Regions from separate parts of the Rattus norvegicus genome. Here region 2 is linked to region 1. Evidence: chromatin contacts called from public Hi-C data. All regions are on one chromosome and are shown on one strand. Each heading gives the region's core, a stretch centred on a gene start, on an enhancer-like site or on the middle of the called end of the contact. The rest is flanking DNA. Distances are from core to core; before and after follow the strand shown.

Evidence for each region. Hi-C and Micro-C count contacts between places; a contact is called where the count stands out from the background.
Region 2: a Hi-C map of the A7r5 cell line shows a contact between it and region 1, with 2.9 times the contacts expected there. The contact joins two enhancer-like sites. A contact is called at or near these places in 11 of 12 Hi-C or Micro-C datasets (the A7r5 cell line, the Rat2 cell line, Schwann cells and 7 more) and 1 of 1 datasets of contacts at active chromatin or transcription factors (oligodendrocytes).

Annotation. Positions count from the first base shown.
Region 1 is chr9:91,518,861-91,521,540 of GRCr8, forward strand. No RefSeq gene overlaps it. Among named protein-coding and RNA genes, the nearest start is that of Tm4sf20, 19 kb to the left of the region's middle. Within about 2 kb of position 1,366, at least 12 of the 93 cell types and tissues checked have an H3K27ac peak or open chromatin away from gene starts, as enhancers often do. A contact at or near this core is called in the A7r5 cell line, where this site is marked.
Region 2 is chr9:91,687,801-91,690,480 of GRCr8, forward strand. No RefSeq gene overlaps it. Among named protein-coding and RNA genes, the nearest start is that of Slc19a3, 58 kb to the right of the region's middle. Within about 2 kb of position 1,346, at least 10 of the 93 cell types and tissues checked have an H3K27ac peak or open chromatin away from gene starts, as enhancers often do. A contact at or near this core is called in the A7r5 cell line, where this site is marked.

The sequences.
Region 1 (2,680 bases), core at 116-2,615:
GTTTGAGCTTGCCAAAGGCATGGCCCGTGTCTGAGAGATGCTAGATAGAAAAAAAAAAAGTGGTCTTTATTGTAGATGTTTGTAGAGCAGGAGGCAGCCATGTGAACGTCCCCAGGACCGCCTTCCAAGGCTTCCAGAAAATGAGGGTGAAATTGAGAGCTCAGCTCAGAAGCCCAGCATTTCCTAGGAGCTCGTCTGACACATTCTGATGCTCTAGCTTTTAGATACAGACCCTTCTCCCCATGGTGGTAGTCTTTCATCTGGAGAGCGGAATCTTGGGTCTCATTGTGGTCACAATTCCAGTTTTCGGAATCAGTCCCCTAAAGATAGGTGTCACTATCGACTTCATAAAATCCTAGACTGGCATCCTGGGAAATTAGCATGTGAGTGTGTATGCTCTCTCCACATACAAATTCTCCCCCACCCCCACTCCTGCTCATTTCTTCCTCTGCTTCTGAGGCTTACAGCCTTAGGGCTGTGAAAGGCTTCAACATGAAACTGAAAAGAGACAAGAAAAGATAAGGATTAATTCCAAACTATACATGGACCCTCTGGCTTGTCATCTTAGTACTTGGGAACCTGAGGCAGGAGGATTGCCATTAGTCTTAGGGCAGTTGTGAGGCTGTCTCAGTAAAGCAGAAAAGCAGCCTGTGAAGTGTGTTGCAGACACAAGAGGGCAGTGTGTGCTAACCCGTCGATGCTGTGGTTCAGGCTTTCACTCCTGGAAGGCCTGGCTGCCTTCCTAGACCTAAAAGGAATTGATAAAGAGACTTTGAGACAGGTGTGGTTAGCCCCCAAGTCTAGTCACTGAGGCACAATGTGAAGTCAACATGTAGAGACATCTTGCCAGGAATGGGGAGGAATGTGGACACTCAGGTCCAGCCCAGGATCGAGCCTCATCATTGAGACTGCCCTGTGCTAAGGTGTTCTAAAAGGCAGATTTTGAGCCACAGAGAATCTGATCCTGGACTCTAAAAACCTTCATTTAGAGAAAGCCAATCGTTCACTGGAGGGGAATTGGTTTCTTGCTTGGTTGGACAGATTGGGTTTTGTGTTTTTGAAAGTTTCCTGTCGACCAGGCTAGTCTTGAACTCACTGTGTAAACCAGGCTGTCTTTGAACTTCTGATATTCCACCCTCTACCATGAGAAGGGTAGTATCACTGACTGTCCTGACCACTAGGGAGGACTTGACTGTGCACATGTGTGCTAGGCCAGGGCACATGTGTGCTAGGTCAGGGCACAGAATGTAGTCCCAGGCAACGTCAAAAGGTCAAGCCCTTCCTGGGGGTGTAAATCCACATTTCCTTGCCCTCTTCCTTTCCGTGGGAGCCTTCCCAGCCATCAGGCACCACCATCGATTCTTATTTAGGGAGGGAACGTGAGTCATACAGTTGGCTCTCTAATCATGGCTGCCAGCCATGTCTCCCAAAGGTACCATCTGCTTCCCGTTTATCCGACGATGGAGTGGTGAGTGGTGGTTCCAACTAAGGGTGTGTGCAGCTGAAGAGAGGGCTATGCAGACCATCTGATGCCTCTAGCCTGGCCTAGTCTCTCTCACTGATTTGGGGTTCCCACCAAGCAATACACAGCCCTGCTCATTGGAACCCTCCTCAGTCTCTTCAGTCGAATGCAAACTCTGACTCCTCTTTTTTTTTTTTTGGTTCTTTTTTTTTTTTTTTCCGGAGCTGGGGACCGAACCCAGGGCCTTGCGCTTCCTAGGTAAGCGCTCTACCACTGAGCTAAATCCCCAGCCCCGACTCTGACTCCTCTTAATCCCCAAACCCACAGCACAGTCGTGGGGACCACAAATGCCCCAACTACTGGACCACAGCACCATTTTACTCCACTCACAGATTTTCAATGTTCTAATACTTTGCCATTAACTATTTTTTAAATGGAGATTCAAGGAAGAAAAGAAACAGCTGTGTAACAAGCAAGACTCACCACACACAACATGCACACACACATACACACATGCATGCATGAATGTATATACACACACACATGCACACACATATACACAAGCGTGCGCACACACACACATGAATGAATGTGTACACACACATGCATGCATGAATGCACACACATACACATGCATGCATGAATGCACACACATATACACATGCAAGCACGAATGCACACATACATGCATGAATGTACACAAACATTAGCAAGCAAGCCTTATCATACACACACACATGCATGAATGTGTACACACACATGCATGCATGTATAAATGCACACAAACATACACATGCATGCATGAAGGCACATACACCACCCACTATGAGATGGTAACGCATATGTACCCATTTCATGAAAGGACACTGTCCTCTGGTTGTGAATATCACTAACATGGGCGAACAGCAATGTTTGATGAGTGTCTCCAGAGGAGTTCAAGGTCCTCAGAAGCTGGAAACAATGAACTAGACAGAGATGCACAAACCATAGGCAGCCTAGCAAGTTGTTCTCTAAATTATTAGGCTGATGCCTGTAGACGGCTGTCTGCTTTGGTTAGAGCGACTTCTTTCTACGGTGAGCAGGAGTAACTGCAGAGCGGTGGTTCTCAACCCTCGGGTGACGATACCTTTGGGGTGGGCCAACCCTTTCACGGGGGTTGCGTATCAGAAACTTACAGTATGATTCGTAGCAGTAGCAAAATTGTAATTGTGAAGTAGC
Region 2 (2,680 bases), core at 96-2,595, 170 kb after region 1:
TCTTGTATGCTTTACCATAATAAATAAATCTTTAAAAAAAAGAAGAATTGCCATGGTCATGGTGTTGTTTCACAGCAATAGAAACCCTAAGTCTGACAGCCCCCTTTCCTTTCTGTTCGTGTGGTATATGTATGTGGTATATGTACTTTTTAATATACACGCATGGGTGCAGAGGATGAGGACAATGTCAGGTACTTCCTCAAGCACTGTTCGCATTAAACAGAAGTTCACTTTCTAAGCTAGATTGGCCACTTACCAAAGCCAAATGTCTTTGGGGGGCAATCTTGTCCATGGTATTTCTGAACTCTTTCCTGTAAGATCTTAGAAGAATGGGCTAGTCCCTTCATTAACTGTCAAAAGACAGCATGGACTCATTTTATTGGTCAGGGTTCTGCCTATGGGCACAGACTCTCTGAACTAGTTTCAAAGTTTCAAATCTATGGAAAATTAATGACTCTAGGAAGATGCACAAAACATGATATTCTTGAGCATAAAAGATCCAAACAATCCTTTGTCAAGGCTGTTTCAAATCCTTAGGCCTTTCCTGCTTTTTAAAAAAGTTAATGGGAGAATTATAAAAGTGGAAAAATTCAGTGAATGTTCAACCTCAGGCTTGAATTATCGTACTTCGAACAGGTATCAGATTTTAATTAATTTTAAACTTATTCCTACAAAAGTCATTGGGACTGTAGATAAAATACCACCATAACCAAATGCTGTGATTGTTTTCTTAATTAGATTAATACTGTAAATTCTTAATCTTGAGGAAAAAGCTGGGTGCACGAAAAACAGTGGCCCAGGGCCCACCTATCCTAGTACTGCTTTGGGTTGCTGTCCTGTAGTCTGGGACTCTGACTCACAGGCATTCCAGCTAAAAATGTTACTATAATGTGGACCATCAAGGATTTTTTTTCCTGCTGTACTTAATTTTAAAGAACTGATATTTCCCAAATTCCTTAACATGTTTGAGTCTTATTGATCTTACTTACTTTTTTTTTTTTTTTGGTTCTTTTTTTCGGAGCTGGGGACCGAACCCACCTACTTACTTTTTGTGTGGAGTAGATGGGGTTAAAGGGAGAAGACTTGGGGTGCCATCTAATATGAGTAACGCTACGTTTCTGTTTGGAGATACCTTTCTATGATGTGGGCCTGGCCACTCAGGAGTTTACGGGAATGTATGGATTGCTGCTAGAACAAAAATCTTATAATGTCTGACCCAGCTGTGGTATTGTGGTATGTGACATCATGATAAAAATATCTCTTCCATTGTAAGAGCCTGAGACTTTGACTAGACTTCACAGTGTAATGGACTGGATGTACCTTTAAGAGAGCTGGAAGTAGTGTCTGCATTCTAGCCTCTTATGACTCAGTATAAGTAGTATGTTTTGTTCAGATCACTTGAGTCAGCACTTGTTGCAATATTTCCCATTCCCATATGACCCCCCAAGAATGGTCCTCCCCACCCCCCGGCAGTGCTAGTAGTGTCGGGACAGGTCTTCTGGGATTTTAGTTGAATCATCGAGCCTGCTATTTGGATGTCAGGAACAGCAGTTCATTTTAATGGAATGAAACTGTTTGATACCAATTTTGGTAAGAGAGAGCACTGCTGTAACGGGACATAAAACGTGGAGGAGGTTTGGGGATTTGGTAATGGGCAGAAGTCAAAGGTATTTTTGAAACATTGGGTGTTTGTTTGATAATGTTGACAGAAATGTAGATTTTAGTTACAGTTCTGAACAAGGTTTCGAAGGAAGCTAGGAGTCTCATCTGTAATCAATTTAGATAAGAGATCCGGGACTTAGAGCTGGTTTGGACCCACGATTGATGCTGGAACGGGGTGAATACATTTAGTACTAGGGAAGGGGAGGACACGAGCTGTATTTCCAGGCCAGAACAAGTGCTTTAGGAAGCAGAGAGCTGAGCTTGCTTCTTCCTCTTCCTCTTCCTCTTCCTCTTCCTCTTCCTCTTCCTCTTCCTCCTCTTCCTCTTCCTCCTCCTCCTCTTCCTCTTCCTCTTCCTCCTCTTCCTCTTCTTCCTCCTCCTCCTCCTCCTCCTCCTCCTCCTCCTCCTCCTCCTCCTCCTCCTCTTCTTCTTCTTCTTCTTCTTCTTCTTCTTCTTCTTCTTCTTCTTCTTCTTCTTCTTCTTCTTCTTCCTCCTCCTCCTCCTCCTCCTCCTCCTCCTCCTCCTCCTCCTCTTCTTCTTCTTCTTCTTCTTCTTCCTCTTCCTCCTCCTCCTCCTCCTTCTTCTTCCTCTTCCTCTTCCTCTTCCTCTTCTTCTCAAAACCCATATATTTATCCATGGAACAGGTACATTTTCACTACAGAAGTGTTTTTATTCTGTGGACATTGAGTCTATTAAAGGTACTTAAATGAGAGGACTGGGGCTCTCCCTGAGATTATGATAGTATCTAATTCCACCTGGAAAGTCAGTCTGAGAATCTGCCAAATTAGCACCTATTAGCACCAGTCAGAGGCAATTGCATGGTTTTACTGATTTTACTTCAATAAACAAAAACTCAGTCTTTGGTCAGAATGGTTCTGGAAACTCTAACGTAGTGTGGGGATCGTGACACTTGCCTGGAGATACTTCAAGCCCAGTCCAAATGGGTCCCCGCCATGAGAAGAAAACTTCACCCAAGTTCTCTTTGTCATGCTGCACAGTGACAAACATTTGCTTCCTG